7 separate regions of the Mus musculus genome follow, and regions 1, 2, 3, 5, 6 and 7 are each linked to region 4. Evidence: chromatin contacts called from public HiChIP or PLAC-seq and promoter capture Hi-C data. All regions are on one chromosome and are shown on one strand. Each heading gives the region's core, a stretch centred on a gene start, on an enhancer-like site or on the middle of the called end of the contact. The rest is flanking DNA. Distances are from core to core; before and after follow the strand shown.

The links. Promoter capture Hi-C pulls out the DNA fragments that hold promoters and counts their contacts. HiChIP or PLAC-seq counts read pairs in DNA pulled down with a chosen protein or histone mark.
Region 1: a contact with region 4 is called in a promoter capture Hi-C map of pre-B cells, with 3 times the contacts expected there. The contact joins the promoter of Naaa here to the promoter of Mthfd2l in region 4. A contact is called at or near these places in 8 of 39 promoter capture datasets (the 3T3-L1 cell line, the C10 cell line, cranial neural crest and 4 more) and 2 of 115 datasets of contacts at active chromatin or transcription factors (astrocytes and pancreatic cancer cells).
Region 2: a promoter capture Hi-C map of liver shows a contact between it and region 4, with 3 times the contacts expected there. The contact joins the enhancer-like site here to the promoter of Mthfd2l in region 4. A contact is called at or near these places in 4 of 39 promoter capture datasets (the 3T3-L1 cell line, embryonic stem cells, hippocampal neurons and 1 more), 1 of 115 datasets of contacts at active chromatin or transcription factors (astrocytes) and 1 of 9 other capture datasets (adipose tissue).
Region 3: a contact with region 4 is called in a promoter capture Hi-C map of pre-B cells. The contact joins the promoter of Ccdc158 here to the promoter of Mthfd2l in region 4. A contact is called at or near these places in 2 of 39 promoter capture datasets (hippocampal neurons and pre-B cells).
Region 5: a promoter capture Hi-C map of 3T3-L1-derived adipocytes shows a contact between it and region 4, with 4 times the contacts expected there. The contact joins the promoter of Sdad1 here to the promoter of Mthfd2l in region 4. A contact is called at or near these places in 7 of 39 promoter capture datasets (the 3T3-L1 cell line, 3T3-L1-derived adipocytes, cranial neural crest and 2 more) and 1 of 115 datasets of contacts at active chromatin or transcription factors (astrocytes).
Region 6: a contact with region 4 is called in a promoter capture Hi-C map of the HPC-7 cell line. The contact joins the promoter of Nup54 here to the promoter of Mthfd2l in region 4. A contact is called at or near these places in 4 of 39 promoter capture datasets (the HPC-7 cell line, cranial neural crest, embryonic stem cells and 1 more).
Region 7: a contact with region 4 is called in a FOXA1 HiChIP or PLAC-seq map of pancreatic cancer cells. The contact joins the enhancer-like site here to the promoter of Mthfd2l in region 4. A contact is called at or near these places in 3 of 39 promoter capture datasets (the C10 cell line, cranial neural crest and pre-B cells) and 2 of 115 datasets of contacts at active chromatin or transcription factors (astrocytes and pancreatic cancer cells).

Annotation. Positions count from the first base shown.
Region 1 is chr5:92,276,913-92,279,612 of GRCm38.p6, forward strand. It overlaps Naaa (N-acylethanolamine acid amidase), which reads right to left and starts at 1,269. Exons shown (of 11, transcript NM_025972.4): 1 at 1,000-1,269; 2 at 7-171. The coding sequence starts at 1,220.
Region 2 is chr5:92,168,483-92,171,182 of GRCm38.p6, forward strand. It overlaps Uso1 (USO1 vesicle docking factor), which reads left to right. Exons shown (of 24, transcript NM_019490.1): 8 at 2,191-2,311. Among named protein-coding and RNA genes, the nearest start is that of Gm25290, 23 kb to the right of the region's middle. Within about 2 kb of position 1,384, at least 5 of the 459 cell types and tissues checked have an H3K27ac peak or open chromatin away from gene starts, as enhancers often do. A contact at or near this core is called in liver, where this site is marked.
Region 3 is chr5:92,673,755-92,676,483 of GRCm38.p6, forward strand. Ccdc158 (coiled-coil domain containing 158) reads right to left here and starts at 1,373. Exons shown (of 25, transcript NM_001360018.1): 1 at 1,304-1,373.
Region 4 is chr5:90,929,893-90,932,592 of GRCm38.p6, forward strand. It overlaps Mthfd2l (methylenetetrahydrofolate dehydrogenase (NADP+ dependent) 2-like), which reads left to right and starts at 1,304. Exons shown (of 8, transcript NM_026788.1): 1 at 1,304-1,541. The coding sequence starts at 1,426.
Region 5 is chr5:92,308,687-92,311,404 of GRCm38.p6, forward strand. Sdad1 (SDA1 domain containing 1) reads right to left here and starts at 1,338. Exons shown (of 22, transcript NM_172713.2): 1 at 1,106-1,338. The coding sequence starts at 1,195.
Region 6 is chr5:92,433,926-92,436,679 of GRCm38.p6, forward strand. It overlaps Nup54 (nucleoporin 54), which reads right to left and starts at 1,274. Exons shown (of 13, transcript NM_001359995.1): 1 at 1,079-1,274; 2 at 297-458. The coding sequence starts at 1,145. Gm42114 (a long non-coding RNA gene) reads left to right here and starts at 686. Exons shown (of 2, transcript XR_880431.3): 1 at 686-1,057; 2 at 1,668-2,144.
Region 7 is chr5:92,367,211-92,369,910 of GRCm38.p6, forward strand. It overlaps a transcript of Art3 not described here. Among named protein-coding and RNA genes, the nearest start is that of Art3, 18 kb to the right of the region's middle. Within about 2 kb of position 1,436, at least 64 of the 459 cell types and tissues checked have an H3K27ac peak or open chromatin away from gene starts, as enhancers often do. A contact at or near this core is called in pancreatic cancer cells, where this site is marked.

The sequences.
Region 1 (2,700 bases), core at 19-2,518, 1.3 Mb after region 4:
ACTTACGCGGAAGCCTCGTAGGCCAGGTTGACCAAGATACCGTCAGCCAGGCTGAGGTTGAGCGAGTCACAGATGCTGCGGATCTCGTCGGTGAAGGGCTGAGGCAGGAAGCTCTCCACCTTCGACACAATTTCTCCGACCATCCCGAGTACCCACTGGGGAACCCTGTCGCTAGAAATGAAAAAGTACGAAGTTTGTTTCTCGTCTCAGAGCATGGACAGTGCACGTATGCGTGGACGAGGCGGGAGGAATGTTGGGAATCTAGATTACTTTCAGAGCTGCTCCATTCCCAGCGTTCAAACCAGCGGGAATAAAGTGGGCATGATAGTGCAGGGCTGTAATCCCAGCTACTCAGGAGGCTGAGGCAGGAGGATTGTAAGGGCAGTTTATGTTTCACAGCGAGAATCTCTTTCTTTTTTTCTCACATCATAACATTTATATTCATTATTTGGGAATTTCATACAATGCAACCCGATCACACGTTCCTCTCGAGTCCACCCTCCCACCTTTGCCTTACCCCTCAAACAAACAAACAAACAAAACAACAACAAAAACAAACCACCAAATCCAATTTATGTTGTCCATATACTCATATATGTATAGTCAAACTCCCAGCGAGACTTTCGAAATGAAAAGTATAAGGGCTGAGATACACCCAATGGTAGTGCAATCACCACTACCTCCAGTGCCAACCTCCATGTAAGGCCAGCCAGGCTGGTCCACGATGCGGAGTTTCCTGGGCTGCATGCCCTACGCTGCAGCTTAGCATACTGGGTGACACCTTGCGCGTTACCCTGACCCGGAAAATGTGTGGTAAACGCGCGCGCCGCAGGAGGCTCCGAATTTGAGAGCCGAACTGGCCTTGCTGGGTCAGCCACCCGCTGGGCGCTGCGCAGAGCAGTGGGGAGGGCAGCGGTGCAGCGGTGAGAGGGTAGAGGTGCAGCAACGAGGGAAGAGCAGAGCCTGACTACAAGTTCACCAGACCAGTCCCGCGCTCACCCAATGACCTGCGCCACCGCGGTGCGCAAGAAGTCTGGGTCGTAGTGCCGCAGCATCGGCAGCCAGCGCTGCTCCGGGGCCGCGTCCAGACTGACGTTGAAGAGAGGCGGAGTCCCGGGGACGACAGCCGACAGCCAGGGACCGGACAGCGACAGTAGCAGCAACAGAGCCAGGGCCAGGTGTGCCCCATGGCACGCGGCCCTGGTGGCTAGGGTCCCCATAGCTCCGGCTTCTGAGGCCACCACCGGACCAATGAATCTTTGCTGTCCTGGGGAGGCGGAGTGGGAGGCCTGGGGCGGTGCTGGCACTGAAGGCGGGGCCTGCGCTCCACCCGGTCAGGAACCCAAGCACTGACACCGCCTCCTGCCCCAGCGGGATTAAGCCTGCTTCTCACTCACAGCTAGAGGCAGTATCACATCTCTGTGTAAAAGGCCGGGAGTGGTTGTACTTAATAACCTGGTGATTTGTGCTATACGTAGGGCCAGACCTCACCCGAACCCCCTAGACTATACTTCTATCCTAGACTTCCCAGACTCGTAAGCATTGTTTCTCAGTCAATAGAACCTATCCTTACGGAAGATGTCACATGCACTTTGTAGTTTGATGACTCTATGAAATATGTATGCCCAAGACCACACCCGATCCTGCCCAAGGTCCTTAAGATGCCGTAAGCTTTACTGTGCACATGAGATTGAGATAATTGTTACCAGGAAACGTCTTTTCCCTAAAATTGCGCTGTACTTAAACACCTAAAGTTCAGACTCTGTTTCAACCAGCGCCGGTGTACTGGATGGTTCTGTGTCAACACAAGCTAGAGCCGTCAGAGAGGCGCCTCGGTTGAGGACAATGCTTCCATGAGATCCAGCTGTAAGACATTTTCTCAATAAGCGATCGATGGGAGTGGGCCCATCCCTTTGTGGGTGGCGCCATCCCTGGCCTGATGATCCTGGGTTCTATAAGAAAGCAAGCCGAACAAGCCATGAGGATGGAGCTAGTGAGCAGGCCGAAGGACCCCAGGGCTAGTCCACCCCAGTGGCCTCTTGCTGGGATGGAGCTAAACTGCACATTCAGCTCACCCAAGTCAAGTGAGCAGCATGTTCAGTGAGAGAGCAACGCTGCCTCAGGAAAAAATCCCTGCCTGCAGTGGAAAGTAACAAAGACCCCCATGTCAGCCTCTAGCCTCCATGTGCACACACACACACGTGCACCGCCACACAACACACACACAAACATGCTAATGCTGAGTTACAGTCAGCAAAAGCACAAACTGATACTCTATGCCAAATTTTAAGATACTAAATAATACTGTGCTGAAGACACACACAGGAGCGTGCGCGCGCGCACACACACACACACACACACACACACACACACACACACACACATCTGAGATTAGCAGCACTTGAGGGAGGGGTCATGGTGAGTGCTTCAGTTCCACTTTTTGGTTCTCTTCTTATACTGAACTTCCTCTCTGTAGGCAGAACATAGCCCAGACTGACCCCACCCTCCTGCTCCTCCCGCTTGAGCCCTGGGTACTGGGATTACAGGCGTGAGCCAGAAAGCCAGCCTCTCATGCTTTCACTTATAAAACAAAAGCAACAAAAAAGCCAGGATATTAACATTGGATTGGTAAATGTTTCCTTGTGCTCTATATATTTGTATGTTAAAAAGTCGTGATTATAAAGTGTTTTTATTGGGCTG
Region 2 (2,700 bases), core at 134-2,633, 1.2 Mb after region 4:
TGATCTGTCCCACCCAGCACCCCCTGCTGTCCCACCCCACCATGTGTTCAGTCTATTTTCTTTAGCTCTTGGCTCTTTCTTCTAACTTTTTGCCTCGGTTTTTATTTGAAGCAGATGAAATGATTGTCCATGTTTTCTTTTATTAATTTTATTAATGGAGCTTAAGTTTTATTTTTGTTGTAACCTCTGATATCTTAGTTTTATATGTTTTATAGGTTTTTTTTTTTTTTTAGTTTCAGCTAACCTATCAGCAAAGTAAGAGGAAAATAAACTACTAATAAATGTTGATATTGAAAACAGGTAAACCCTGTAGGTGCTGTTTTCCCGCCTTCTAAATGGCATGACATCTAGGTGTGGTAGAACATGCCTTTAGCCCCCAGCACTCTGGGGACAGAAGCAGGGGATCTGCGGGAGTTTGAGGCCAGTCTAGTGTGTATAGAGTGTTCCATGGGAATAGTGTGGCAGAGGGATCCGAGATACTGTTATTCTACTTTGCAGATAAGTATTCTGAGACATGGAATTTGTGCACTTTGCTTAAAGTCATACAACTAGTAAGTAGGGCATTTAGCTTCTGTCCACTTTATGAGACTCAGAGTTTGTATGACTTGTGTAAACCTTTCTTTTTCCTTTTAGGCAGTTAAAATTCAAGTTGGCACCATTATGTTGGCAGATTTGACATTTAAATTTTATTTTACCTTTCTTTCATGTTAGTATTAAAATTTGAAAATCCGGGGAAGGGGTGAGATGAGGCCAGCGAGTTGACAGCCTTCTTAACCTTGTACAGACGCTTAGCTGCCACCTGCCACCGTGGCACTCCCATCCCTGTGTGGCAAGCCTCTGAAAGCGGCGGCTGTGCTTTTCCCCTTCATGTATTTATTGTCTCTTTTATCTGTGGTCACTGAGCGGCTCAGAAGGACTGGCTGAGTGATAGATGCTGAAGTAGGAAGTGAGGAGTAGGGCTGGAGCGGTGGCTGAGCAGGGCAGAGCATGGCTGCTCTCCCAGAGGAGCTGGATTCATCCCCAGCACCCGCGTGTTAGCTCTCAGCTGTCTGTAACCCCAGTTCCAGGGATCCTGTGCCCTCTCATGGCCTCCACAGGCACTAGGCTTGCAAGTGGTGTACAGGCATACACACAGGCAAAACACTATACACAGAGAGACGAGTAATAAGGAGTAATGTAAGCTTTTTAAGTGATAAGTGCCAAAGCTATATAAACAGCTCAATACACTGAAAAAAACTGAAAGCCAGGGCACAGACTTAGTTAACCTTTGTTTGTTTGTTTGTTTGTTTATCTGTTCTGTAGGTTTATCTGACATTCAGAGCTTAGGTTTCATCCACACTGACTAGATTTTGAAATGTGTAAACAGGGTCATAGGTTATCATGACACACTATGGGATATTTCTTATTCCTTTGGCCCAGACAGCTTAGTTGTTATCTGTGCACAGTCCCCATGTGCATCTGGAGGCTCCCTACACACACCTGGAGCCCCATCTCCTCCATGACACATCCAGATTTCGGGTGCCTGTGGCATGCTTCTTGAGGCCTACTCTGTGACTGCCTGGGAATGTCAGTGGTGCACTCCTGGATCACACCTTTTTGGTGGCAGGACATCCAGTCTTCTTGCCACCCTTCTTTGTGGGAGCCATTTTTGCCAGCCACAGGCCGGAAAAGACTGTGGGAGAAAAACCATGCTACACGAACCTTCTGCAAACTTTCTTACAGGGTGTGAATTTCCATTTCTTGTTTTTGCTGATTTAAAATCAAATTGTAGGAATTTGGGAGCCTGATTTTCAAGGTATCCTGAACTCTGTAGAAATTCTGTTAAAATGTGGTGGTGGTATTTCATGATTTATATCATCATTTTGAGAAGAGTAAATATGAGAACTTTATAATCCTTCTCGGCTTGTGGAAATTACATGGTGACAGATAAGAGTGAGAATTGTGTTCTTACTGTATGTAGCTAAGAAGAAACTTGTTAGATGTAACTCTTGCCAAGGTCCTGTTCCTATGTGACCTATGACCGTCAGGGGAGCTGAACCGTCTCTGCCGTCTATGTCCTTCTGTATATAGAGAGCAAAGCAGGTGGATTTGTAAAGCCCTGTTTACTGTAGGATTCTATGATTTTAAAGTAATTTTTGGGAGTCCAATAAATTTCATACTCAACTGAATGCCACCTTTCTTTTCTATAAGGGCGTCTTACTACTGCAGGCATTAACAAGGAGCAATGGAGCAATCCAGAAAATTGTTGCTTTTGAAAATGCTTTTGAGCGACTGCTGGACATTATTACAGAGGAGGGGAACAGTGACGGAGGTAAGAGTGAGACCGTGCAGACTGCTGTGTAGTCACTCACCATGTCTTACAGCAGCACACACGCCCCTCTTCCCAGCCGAATCGATTCCCGGGATCAAATGTCCGTGTGAAACTCAGATTTTCACAGATTCCAGTCTTTTCCAGGGAGGGGACCTGGAAATGTCAGTGCGACAGGAGTCCTTAGCAAATTATCTCCCCAGTAGAGGAAATGAAGAGCTGTGAACAGCTAGGTAGAGAAGAAAGGCAGGAGTCTGTTCGCCTTGTGAGTGCACTGTGTCAGAGACAGATGAGCACATTCACGTCTTCAGAGTCAGAATGTATTGATGACAACTGCCAGGGCATTGTCATTTCAGAGGCAGCAACTTCCAGATGCTCCCACTCTGCCAAGG
Region 3 (2,729 bases), core at 123-2,622, 1.7 Mb after region 4:
GGTGGTTTCGAAAAAGGCCCTTTTAAATGGATGCTATAGGTTTGTTTGTTTTTGTATTTTAAGTCAGGGTCTCTCTACATAGCCCTGGCTGGCCTGGAGCTCTCTATGGAGACCTCACAGAGATCTGCCTGCCTCTGCCTCCTGAGTGCTAGAATTCAAGGTGTGCACCACCACACCAGCTTTAGATTCTAGAGTTTTAAAGTGGATCACTCTAATACAGAAGAACAGAGTCACCCCCGAAACTAAAACAGCAAGCAAAGGCCTTGTAGATACATCAAATAAATCTTTAACAACTACATTTAGAGGGTAAACAGCCTCTAAATGTAGTTCACACTCAACTAAAATGAATAGATAACTGTATTAAAATTTAAAATATGGGACTGGAATGATGGCTAGGCCTTAGAGCACTTGCTGCCAGTGTCCAGGTCCCAGCACCTGCATGGCTGCTCAAAACCTTCTGTAAGTCCAGTTCCAGGGAATCCCACAACCCCTTCTAGCCACCACAGGCATCAGGCACCCACATGGTGCCCTTACACACAGGCAGGCAAAATACTAAATTAACATAAAATAAAAATACATCTTTAAAAAAATGAAAAACGTGGCACAGAGGTTGGCATTTCAGATCTCTGCCTCAACTTTCCCACTCCCATAGACCATAGGTATACACACATTAGCAGCCCTGTCTAACTCACCCTCTGGGAAGATTCAACACTCTGGACCTTTTTTTCTTATGTAGTTATCAGCCAAAACACACCGAGGAACAGCCCACACCACTTACTTGTTTTCTGCATTCCCGTGACCTTAAAGCCAACCTGACATTTAACAGGAGCAATGCCTAGGACCGCTCAATTGGGGACTTCTGCAAGTGTTGTGGGAAAGGAGGCTGTTGCTGAGGTGGAAAGTCTAGGACCTGAAGTGGATTATCAAGAGGCTACAGTCACACAGTCTCATGTGGGACGAAATACTGGTGACAGCCCGAGACTCCACTGTCTGTCCCCACAGTTTCCCATCTCTTCCAGAGATTCCCAGGAGCCAGGCCGGAACAAAAGTGAGCAGGGAGCAGTCCTGTTGGACTCAAAGAATTCTGCAAGTGACTCTGCAGTCACGAAGACCCAGGTTTCCCGCCACTGCCCCTGGAGAACAGGGACAGTGTACAAAGTGGAAAACAGCTGTACAAAGTGATTGGGCTGCTTCCACGTGTGACCATAAGGCCATGGAAAGTTCCAGAAGGAACAGGAGTCGATCCAGGTCCTCAAGGAGAACGACCCTTCCCTGTACCCCGAGGCGCACTCCGTCCGCATACCTGCTAACAACACCTAGCCCTAAGAGACCGGCCGCATGTCCGCGGGGGCCGCGGCCGCACCTGCGAGACCCTGTCGGCTCTCACTGCACCCGAGACCGCGACCCCGCGCAGCTACCTTACCACGGCACCCGACCGGCCACCTCGAGGCCTCGAGCTCCCTGCTTCTGCGGAGCGCAAGCCCGGTCTGACGGTTGGCGGCGAGGAACTTAGGGAGAAAGGGGGCGGGGTGTGAGGGAAGGGCGGGGCGTAAGGAGGGCGGGGCGTGAGAGAAGCCGGAAGGCTGAGGTACGAGAAAAGGCGGGGCGTGAGGAGGAGGGCTGGACCGGAGAGGGGAGAGGGGAGAGGGGAGGCTGAGGCAGAAGAAGAGGGGCGGGGCCTGAGAGAGCGCTGCCCGTGAGGGGGCGGGGCAGGCAGCCTGTAAGACCACGCCCCCGGACTGCTACGTGCTCCCCGCTCCCCTACCCCGTCGCCAAGGCAACCAGGGAGGCCCAACAAGCCACATTTCTTCGCTTACTACTGCCCTGCAACCCGGCTCCTTATCTAGCCTCACTCTCCTGTCGTCCTCACAAAGACCCCACAAAGATCCTCCCAGCTACCAAATGGCACAGATCCTCTCTGTTACCAGCGCTCAGAGAGAGGGGCAGGCTGACATCCTTATTCACATGTGCAGTCTACTCCCCCTAACCCACCCCACCCCTGCCTGTTCAAGCTAACAGAATAACTTGCATTTTGCAGCTCGCCTGTGCTTAGCCTGTGCTTTTAAGTTGCACTTCCGTCCGGACTGTTTTTTCAGGTTCAGAGTTCTTCGGATAACTGACCTTTCTGCCTTCGGAGAGCTGTTTCCTCTTCTGTGCTTCGGTTACTCTGTCGTTATAACGACTATACACTCAGACTCCAGCGTGCTGTTCAAATTAGCATCCCAAAGAAAGAGTTCCAAAGAGGCGGAAGATGAGAGATACAACCTGTAGCGTTTGTTATTGTTTTGAAGACAGAGACTCCCTACGTAGCCTAGGGTGGCCACAAACTTGGAATCCTTCTGCCTCTTAGACTATGCTCTTACAGAAGTGTATAGATCAACTTTTGCTTTGTGATGTTGGATTCTGTTAACTATCAAGGTTAAGTAGTACAACACATATACAGTGTATAAATTGACTATAAATATCAAACACTTTTATGTAATGCAGTTACAAATTGTAACCTTTTATGAAGTACCATTGAAGACTTTTGTCATACCGCTTACTGCCTTGGAAACAACTAGGACTATAGCGTCAAGTACATAAACAGGAAATTATAATCACTAAGCAGGACGATAAATGGCTAGCCTCTGTGACTAGACTGAAAACAAGTTCCAATTAGTTTCCTTTAAACCTTTTCATTTCTATCAAAACATAAGTGTGTTCTTTTGGCATAAAACATTTTAATTACC
Region 4 (2,700 bases), core at 54-2,553:
TTTCTCACACCTCATGTAGCTTCGGAGAGCTACGGCCTACCGCCTATTACCCAGCTCCTCACTGCTGAACCTAAGTGAACCAGCGCTCGGGTTTAACGCTGTCTCAGCTTAGCCCATACCTTCTCCGGTATGAATTTCCCTTATCCTTTATTTTATGGAGCTCCGAACCAGCAGCGTCTCTTCCAAAAATCCTTTGCCGTTTCTCAGTCCCGAGTTGGTTCACCAATTGTTGTGTCCGGCCAGCAGACCACAACCTGGGTTCTAGCCTGAAAAGGCATTTTGGAAACCTGGAAGAGAAGAGGGGCTAGGTGGCGAGAGAAAAGAATGTAGCCAAGACAGTTACTCTGATCAAGGCTCAAATTTTATTGTTGCGACACTAGTTATGAAGGAAGGGGGAGGGGACCCGATTCCCGCCGAATAATCTCGGGTCCAGTAGAAAGGTGCACGTGTGTGGCTCCTCAGGTTCCAGCAGTGGGCGTGGCAGAACGAATGAGCAGGAAGCTCCACCCCTGAGCAAGCAGGTTTCAGGCTGGGGGAGGGGAGACTACACTTGTATATTTGGGGTACAAGTTCACAACAAGTATTTTACAAACACCCACCCCTCAACGAAACTTTTTCCTTGCCTTTTCATTCTCTTAACAGGTTTATTTTTCCCCCACAGCAGAAATTTAAATTTTTTTTATACACTATGATAAAGTGTTACATAAAAAGTCTCGATGCCAAGATTTTCTTCTATGTTTTCTTTCTGTGATTAAATGCCTTCTACCAGACAGACATTGCACCACTGTTCTTGATGGTTTTTTCACAGAACAAGCTCTCTAACATCTGGGACTTTCCATAACTAGTTTCCTCAGTCAGACAGTAGTCTAAACAGCTCTTGCCCCTCGCATCACTGCCACAGCTTGACCTTGGGAGGAATATTTCCTGTTAGCTTTGCAGATGATTTTTGCTTTCTCATTGCAAACTCCCTCTGCTTTAAGGTTCCACAAACTCTAGGATCTTCTGGAAGTGTCAAGGATGCTGAAGACTGATAGAAATCCCAAGGACATCTTTGTTTCTTCCTCTCCTTGAGTTTCTTTTTCAATGCATCTTAAGGTCGCACAGGGAGTGAAAAGCAAAGACCTGCAACAACTTTACTGCTCCAAGCTGCCCTCCCTGTAACCATGGAAACGAGACCAGGGACTAGAGCTGGGCCTGGGGCACAAGGGGGCCTTGCTGCCTGCAAGAACGGCCGAGGACTTCCCTGTGCTCCCGTGGCGACAGCGTGCACGGGTTGGAGCCAAGTCGCCCGCCACCCCGCGGCCACCAGCGGTGCCGCCTCTGCCTTCTCGGGGCTCGGCCCCGCCCCGCGCCCCGGAACCCTGCTGAGGGCCCCGGGCGTGTCGCTGAGCTGACCGCGGGACCCCCGGAGGCGGACGGCGAGGCATGGCGACGCGGGCCCGCGGCTTCTCGCTGCTCCGGGGCCGTCTGGGCCGAGGGCCTGTGCGAGCCCCGGGCGTCGCCGAGCGCGCGTGGCGCGGCTTCGGGAGCAGCGGCCGGAGGTAGGAGCTGCGGGCAGGGGCCGCGCGCTGGGCGGCGGCGGGGCCTGCGGAGGCCCGGGGTGGCCGCGGTGCGAGGCGCTCAGGCAATGGGCCGCGGCTTTGTTCAGACTGTTCTTGTGCGAGGAGGAGTAGGCGCTGTGCAGACCTGTAGTCCAGCGTTTCTGTTTCTTTAGTCCTTTGTCACCGGCTTGCTGTAATCTTTCCCACCTCGGAATGTCTTACAGTTTCCTTAAACTGCATGCAGTCCAGGCTGGCCTCTCCGCTTGTAGGGCGCTTGGCAGCCTTCGGATTTGGTTGCTGCCCGGGACAATGAAAAGACACCGTGGTGCCCAGGAACAGGCCACGCTGCCGCAGCGTCCCTTGTCTGCTGGGGAATCCAACCTATGGAACAACAGCAATGCATAGTGTCTTGCCCAGGGCCTTCGAGTTCAGAAAAACTCATTTGTAAACTTCCAGTGCTTCTTAGGTGGCTGGAGACTCTCGCTTGACGGTTTATAGTCACTTTGTGTCCTCAAGGAAAAGTACAGTGAGGCTGTGCCCATAGGTGCTGTGTGATTTAAATTAACTCCCCATCATACGTATTTGGATCTTAGTTTTGAGTCACTGAAATTTAAAGTTCTTTCTGTAGTCTTAACTTCGGAGATGGTTTGTAGTGACTAGGTCTATAGAAGAGGATGTGTGGTAAATGATACAGCTTCGGAATTCTATTGCTGTACACTGTTGGCCTGTAGTAGCAGCGTTGGGATTTGCTGTTTAGCCAGAGTGCTCTCCTCCCTTGGAAGAACAGATTTGTAAGGGTTCTGTTTGCAATCCAGACTTGAAGGGGTTGTCTACCAAGAGTATCCTATTTAAATCATTATCCTTGGAATTTCAAGTTTTTAGTGCTTCCCTCTAGAATAATGGTAATTTTTTTGTTAGTGTATAAGTTGATTAATGTCCCTTCATCAGTTCGATGTCTCCATCTCCCCATTTGCTCCTTGCCTAATTCCTACTGAAACAACAGTTACAACCTCAGTATTTGGTTGTAGCCACATGCTCCACACCCACAAACACATAGATATCCATCCATTCATAGAAACTTCCCATCTTGCAATTTGTAGTTTGGTCTGGTGGCAGGCCTTGGGTTTGAACTCTGATACCTTAGAATTAAAGGTGCAGT
Region 5 (2,718 bases), core at 88-2,587, 1.4 Mb after region 4:
TGAAAATGTGGTACATGCATTTAGTTTTTTCCAATCAAGAGCTGAAACCATGACAACAGGAGGAAAGATGTTAAGAAATTAAACCAGACTCAGAGAGGTAGCCTGTTTCCTCTCAGAAGCAAAAGTCAGATTTCAATTTAGTTTGTGACACAAGTTAGAAAGGGGAACCCAGTAAGAGCTTATGTTTAATGTGTATTGAGAGCTTGCCTACTTGTATGTGCGTGTATACATATGCCTAGTATCCAGAGGCCAGAAGTCGGGTGTCGCATCCCCTAACACTAGAGCAACAGATGGTTATGAGCTATCATGTAAGTGCTGGGCCTTGAACCCAGGTCCTCTGGAAGAACAGCCAGTGCTCTTAACCATTGAGTCAACTCCCCAGCTCTGGAAGAAGAGACCTTAAAGGGATGCAGGGAACTGAAATAAATGTGATGTGTATACAGAAGTGAAGTGGGGGCTGTCTGAGGAGAGAAGGGGACCAGTAAGGGGGGGGGGGAGACAGGGAGGATTGGGAAGGGCGGTGTGTAAGAAGACAAATAATAAAGGCAAAGGCGCGTCTTAATCTATCTACCAGGTTAAGAGTACAAAGTCACGGCCTTCATTTCGTGGTTCTTATGAATTCACACACTTGGAGTATGCCATGCCCCTCACAAACTGGACCTAACAGAGTTTTAGACCGCACATTTCCCTCAAAGCATTTTTTTCAAATCTAGCTCAGGGTGACTCCCAGGGAGTTTGAACTGTGGCTTAACTACATCTTCTACACTCTTGACTGTGGGGTGGCCCTGCCATCTGAGAACTCCTTGCTCTTCTTGGCAGAGCTTGGGGCACTCGGGAGAGGCCGTCTGTGGAAAGCATGTTTAACACACGACTCATCGTATGCTAGGGGCTAACTCGAGTTTTTGCTCTGAGGCGGCCAACGGACGTTACCGGCCCACGTCGGCGAGGCGGGCGGATAAACCCGGAGGCAGCAGGTTTTAGGGTGTGTTTCAGTGTTGGTGGGGTCTGCATGTCCCGTCCCCCGTATCTCCATCCCCCGTCCGTTTCCTCCCCAGGCCCCCGGAAGCACACCGGAGCATCCCGGGGAGCCGGATCCCGGTCCCACCTCCTCCACGTAGGCCGGCGGGTCCCGCTTGATCAGGTTCTGTAACTGCGGCAGGTTGCTGGGCAGCTTGTTGTTGTTCCTGCCGGACATGGTGGCTGTGGGTGGGCTCCCTGGCGAGCAGTGCTTGGAAAACGTCCGCCTCTGTCAGTCGCAGCCCGGGCCCCGCGGCAGCTTAGACTCGTGGGTCCCAGTGTAACCGGAAACGGCACGTGGGACACGCCGCTTGCCCGACCGAGCTACGGAACGCTCAGAGGATCAAACTTCACCACCCTGCTGCAACTCTTTGTAGGCGTCTGCACGCTATCGGTCCCTGCCGGTGGACAACCGCTACTGGTTGTCACCAAACTCTGGAGCAGGTTTCCTTATCTCAACATTCTTTTCCACTGAAAACAATTTTTATACAATATATTTGATCATGTTCTTTTTCCTCCGCCAATTCCTCCCAGTTCTCCCCATCTAGCTCAGCATTCTTATGGTGGCCCAAATAAATGAGGATTAATATGGGACTCAGGTATGACAGCATACAACTGTAATCCCTGTACTCAGGAAGCTGAGGCAGGAGCATTATATTTGTTTGGGGCAAGCCCGAGGCTTACTCTGTCTCAAGAAAAACGACAGAAATTAAGCAGGGGCCTGGGGACTGGTTCAGGTGTCCTATCTCATAGGAGACCCTAGGTTTCTTCTCCAGCTCTCCATAAACTGCGTGTGTTGGCTCATGCCTGCAACCCGCATACTCAGAGAAGAGGCGGCGGGAGGGTTGAGACTCCAAGGTCATCCTCAGTTACATAGGAATTTGAGAGAAACCTGAGATACATGAGATCCTGTATTATAAAATGAGGATTAGGGGCTGGAGATGGTTTAGCAGCTAAGATCTGGTACTGCTGTAGGGACTCAGGCTCAGTTTGCAACACACGGTGGCTCTCAACCATCTATAGTTAACTCCAGCTCCTGAGAAATGTGTGCCCTCAGCAGGTGCCTGTGCTCACAGCACACATACCCACACAGAGTTGCACACACATCACTAAAACAAAAACCTTGTCAGAAATGAGAATCATTTTCTTTTAGGCTGTACTAAAGGTAGAAGAAAAAAATCCATGAGGAGTATGCTTAGAGAATATGTTTTAGAGAATGGCAAAGAGCAGGGGTGGAGGTTAGATTGTTTTTTTGTTGGTGTTGGTTTGTTTGTTTGGTTTTGTTTTTTGAGACAGGTTTCTCTGTGTAGCCTTGGCGGTCCTGGAACTCACTCTGTAGACCAGGCTGGCCTTGAACTCAGAGATCCATCTGACTCTGCCTCAGGAGTGTTGGGTCTTAAAGGTGTGTGCCACCACCGCACCCAGGCAACTCTCTTAATTCTAACCACAGAGGGGAAAACAGCTGTTGGATGGTAACTAGGTTTTTGTTTTGTTTTGTTTTTGTTTTGTTTTGTTTTTTTCGAGACAGGGTTTCTCTATGTAGCCCTGGCTGTCCTGGAACTCACTCTGTAGACCAGGCTGACTTTGAACTCAGAAATCTGCCTGCCTCTGCCTCCCTACTGCCGGGATTAAAGGTATGCGCCACCACTGCCCGGTAGATGGTAACTAGTCTTACACTAATAGATGAATCAAGGTGTTATT
Region 6 (2,754 bases), core at 24-2,523, 1.5 Mb after region 4:
ACCTTCTGCTAAAGCTAATGTTTTAAAAAATATTCGGTTCCCAACTTATCATTTGGAAGCTGTGCTCTGTATCATTAAATGAAAATCCAACCAAGGTGCATTCTAATTCTTTAAGGCTTTCCAAAACCCACATCTTTTAAAGCAGCCAAAACTTTAAATATATTTGATTTGATCTTAGGAAATAAACCCCTTTCTTTATTAGACAAGTGCCATTTCTTCCCCCAAACTCTAGGGACATCGGAACATTCTTGGACTCCAGCCCCCATACTCGTTACACACATGACCCCAGTATCTACCTGCACTCGCCAGACTGTTACCAAAATTGAACGGAGTCGCCGAGGTAGTAGAAACACCGAAATTCCCAATATTAAAGTTCACTGCAGGGTTAGCGGTTAATCCGAAACCCCCAAAATTAAACCCACCGGCGGTGGAGTTGGCAGTCTCAAGCCCACCAAATCCTGATAGTCGTGGAGGCAAGAGAAACAAAAATTTGAAAAGGTGAGAGGAGGGAAAGAGAAAAGGAGAAGAAAGAAAGGTAAGAATTACAAGAATCAGCAAGAGGTTTCACAGCGTGAACAAACCTGACCTGCACCGGATCAGGGGAAGAAAGCCAAGGTGCGGACAGACAGAAGGAGCGAAGGGCAGCACGGGCGGGGGCCGAGCATCCCCCCCCCCCGGGCTGGGGAGGGGACAGAGGGAGCTGCGGGCAGCCTGGCTCCAACTTTACCCGTCTGGACCTTGAGGCTGAGACGGACGAGGGGACGCGGGGTCCCGGGAAATGAGAGGGGCGTAGCCTCCGGCCTCTCCTGGGCGGACACCCCAATGGCGGGAAGCACCGCGGCGGCCGAGCCACGCGGGTTGAGCGTGCTGTGCGAGCCCCAGGCTGAGCCTGAGCAGCCCGCGGCCCTCCCACCGCCACCGCCGCCGCCACCACCGCCACCGCCCTCTCCAAATGACTCCAAGGTGTCCCGAGTGCCAGGGCAACCCCGGGACCCCCCAGCCGGACCGATCGGATCGAGGGGGCGGGCCCGAGGCTTTGGTTCCTTGGAGGAAGAAGGTAGGCCCAGGGCTGACTCACCCGCCGGTGCCGCGGTGGCTGTAGAGGTGCCCGAAGTGCCCGAAGGAGCCCCAAAATTGAAAGCCATGTCGCGGGAGCAGCACTTAGATGGCCCCGGGCTCGCGCGGCGCGACGCCCAGTGCCCTCCGCTCTTCTGTCCGGCTGGGAACCGTCAGGCGGTCCGTACCATTAGTTCCGCCTCCTTCCCGGTCTAAGCGGAGCAGGCAGGAACCAAGCAAGGATGGAGTGGGTGGGATGATCGAACGGGAACGCCTACCACCGATCACTTCCGGGGGTGTGTTTGTGGCTTTCACGTGGTGTGGGGCGTCACCACAAAGGGGAAGTGATGAGAAGTTGGACATGGGGTGTTGTATGGTGGCTCTCTGAAGCCACTTTAGAGAAGTGACAGTGTGCAGGGACCGCGTGAAAGTACTGCCCTTACCTCTGAGGAGCGGTCCTTCCCGGAGGAAAGGAGGTTTGAGTAGATAAAGCAGTTGAGAAAGAGGCATTCGAGAGTGATGGAAAGATGATGGCGATGGTGGTAACACGTGTGTTAGCTATGTGGAATGCACGCTAGTAATTGTTTTTGCATATTTTTTTAAACCCCCAGCTGCGTTTCAGACAGTTTACTACTATTGTCATTGACCAAGAAGAAGGGCTGACCTCGATGAAGCAAATGGGCCCACTAACTGGTAAAATCTGTGCCCTGCATCGCACTTCTGGGGAACATTTAATCCTCAACTACACAGAGAAGATTTCTGTCGTTGACTAATTGGCACAGACGAGACAGGAGGACTGAGGATTAGAGTTGCAAAGCAGCATCCCCAAAGTCACTTCGCTGGTTTTTCTCTACTTAGCCCCGATTCTTTTCTCCTTTTAAAAATATTTATTGTACATGGCACTGTGTTACATTAGGACATCTTGATACAAGTTTATGTTGTATTTTGAATATATATTCCTACTCCTAAATTTTCTGTCTTCTCCCTGTCTCTCCCATTAGTTCCCTAGTAATTTTACTTCATTTTCCATGTCATATGATTTATGTGTTTAATTAAACCTAGGAATCATAAATGAATTTTTTTCCTTCTGTGACTGGCTTAATTCACTTAATAATGTTTATCTCCAGTGATATTCAGTTTTGTGCAAATGACAACATAACTTCCTTCTTAGGGCTGAAAACTCTTTTGAGTATATACCATCCTCTGTTTCTGATCCATCCCTCTGTTGTTAGGCAACTAGGTTTGTTAACAATTGTGACTAATGCTTCAGTAGAGATTGATATACATCTATGTGATAGACTAACTTGGAGTCCTTATAGACATAGCTGGGTCATGTGGTAGATCTAATTTTAGTTTTCTCAGGAACCTCTTTGCCCCATTTTGTGTGTGTGTGAGAGAGAGAGAGAGAGCACATGCATGTGTGGGAAGAGTGTATACACACATATGTGCACACGTGCCTGAAGGCCAGAGATTGACATGGGTGTCTTCCTAATTTACTCTTAATTTCTAATACAAGGTCTCTCAATAAATCTAGATCTCATCGCTTATTTGGCAAGACTGTCCAGCCAGCAAGCCCCAGGGGACTCCTGATTCTGCCTGCCCAGTGTTATGGTTATACATGAATGCCACTGTGCTCAGCGTTTGTTTAATTTTAAATATGGGTGATGAAGATTAAACTCATATCCTCAAACATTAACA
Region 7 (2,700 bases), core at 186-2,685, 1.4 Mb after region 4:
CTAGCTTATCCAGGAAAAATGTAAATTACATCCGTGGTTTTAAGTCTCCAGTAGCCACATTTGAAAAGTAAAAGCAACTGAAAATAATTTAAGCAAAATATTTTATGTAACTCAAATCATAAAATCTATTGCCTAATGAACAATAAATAAAGTGAGATTTTATTTATTTTTTGATTAAGTGTTCAAATTGGACCAATCGCATGCCAAAGACTTGGTGCTCATAGGTGCTTATTAACTGCCATACTGGACGGGAGGACCTAGTGAGTGCACGCATTGCATGTTTCGTGTGTCCTGGCTGCCGCGATGCTCACTCTAAAGTAGCTCAGGGTGAAGGACAACAGCAGGAACCATGATTTTGCTTCACAGAGCTGACGTTCCAGGTGGTCCCGAGCCCCCACTATGAGTGCTGAGAACTGAACTCGGGTCCTCTAGAAGAGCAGTTTGTTCTCTTAACCACTGAGCCATCCCTCCAGCCTCCTAAACGCCACGTTCTGTCCTCCCAGTGCTATCGGCCTCTTTTGTTGTTATTTCTCAAGTTGGACTATATTGGCCACCTACTTAAAAGTTTCCCATTGAATTTAAAGGAATATCCCAGGAAATGAGTCTAATTTCTGTCTTTTTTTTTTTTTTTTAAAGTATTATCTGTGTGGTCTACTGAGCTTTCTGTTCCTGTAATAAAACACTATGACTGGAAGAACCTGGGAGGAAAAGGGCTTATTTCCGCTTATAGGTCACAGTCTGACATTGAGGGAAGCCAGGGCAGGAGCTCAAGCAGGCCCTGAAGCAGGACTGTGGAAGAATACTGTTTCTCCTCCCCACTGCCTTGCTTCTCGCTCACTTCAACACACATCCCAAGACTTCTGAGGAATAGTTCTGCCCACAGTGGGGTGGGCCCTCCTCACATGAGCCAGGAATCAAGACAGACCTGACCACAAGGCAGTCTGATGGATGCAGTTCTTCAGTTAGGGTTTCCCTCTTACCAGGTCGCATTAGGCAGTGTCAAGTTGACAATAAAAACTTAGCCACACAGTGTGGTCCATGTGAGCTTTAGCAATGCTTCGAGATGACTTGTTGACTTTAAAACACCAGGGCTGAGGGTGCAGCTCAGAGGTAGAACGCTTGCCTAATGTATCTGTAGGCTCTATGATTGAGTCCCAAAATTCCCTGCATAGTTTCCGGATCTAAAGAGATGAATGCACGTCACCTAAGTATACCGTTAACTCTCCATTCAGTAAGTTTCAGAAATGCACAGGGACCCCCCCCCCCCCACCAAATGTCAGTGCCAAGGTCTTTCCTTCAGTTCAGTTGCGAAACGTGGACCAGAAATGGAAACTCTAACATCTCCTTTTATTAGAAATCAGCGTGATGTAACAGGATCCTGTTTGAGGTTATAGAAGACGGATGACTCACTCCTATGGAAAAGATTGCCAGAAGTCCAGAATAACGTGCCGGGACTGAAGAGAGCGATAGCCAAATGCAGATCCTGTAACCTTATGGCAGTACAACACCTGCTGTTCTTTTCTATAACAACACAGTCATCTTAGAGAGCGTAGTGAATTTTGTTATTGTTAAGACATTACCACTGTGATTTCCTGACATTACAATACTGACCCAGTAGTCAGGAAAACCCTATACACTGTGTTCAGAGTGTCTGTCAGACCCTGAGTAAGACCACAATGAAGGAAACAAATAGAAACTAGAAAGAAATCATAAAAACACAAAAGTCCACGAAAACACAGAAAAAAAATGTGCATTTTTTTTGTTGCCTAAAAGAACCCCAAAATGAGGGTGATTTTTGAAGAAGAAGAAAAAAAAAGTTGTTTCTGAACTTAAGCTTAATCTTCCTATAATTTGACATAGAAAATGTTTTCAAAACCCGCATTCCGCTTATGCTGTCTGGTATCTGAAATAGATCTGTCAGGGGGTCACATTTTATAAGCACCACTTCGTGTTTGATGTGTGCTGTCCCAGACATTACAGCATTGGGCATGCGCACAGGAAGGAGGGGCCGTTGCAGTAGTCCCCACTGTCTGACTGACCACCCCATGCTTGAGAGAACCATTATGAGTCATGGTTCCCTGCCTTGCCAGCAGGGACAGAGTCACAGCTGCGGCTCAGCTCACACACACAGGCTGTGCTGAACGTCTGGTGCTAAAGGGACTCACTTTAGTGTCTGAAAGGGAGAGGGAGAGAGACAGCTTTCAGCTCCCAGAGATCGGAGATTTAAAAAGCTGTTTATTTTGTGTGTTCGCATGTTCACATGTCATTGCGTACACATATATATGCATGCAGAGGGCTGAAGTTGATGCCGATCGTCTTCCTGAATTCCTCCATTTTATTGGTTTAGGTGGGTTTTCTTGCTGAACCCAGAGCATGCCAATTCCGGCTGGTCTAGTTACCCAGCTTGCCCTGAGGATATCCTTAAGGATGCCCTGGCACTGGGACTATGGGAGCTCTGTCACATCGGCCTGGCTTTTATGTGGGTTCTGGGATGTGGACTCCAGACCTCATCTCTGCCAGGCAAATATCTGCTGCATTGAGCCATGACCTCAGCTCCTGATAAACGGGTATTGAGAGTTAGATCTACTGTACCTGTTTACACTGTCTGGTGTCAGCTGTCTCCAGCTTGTTCCTGCCCTTAAGAGACTCTTATTGGCTGTGTTAAATCTACTGTGTGGTTTGCTCTGTTAAGCTGTGGGT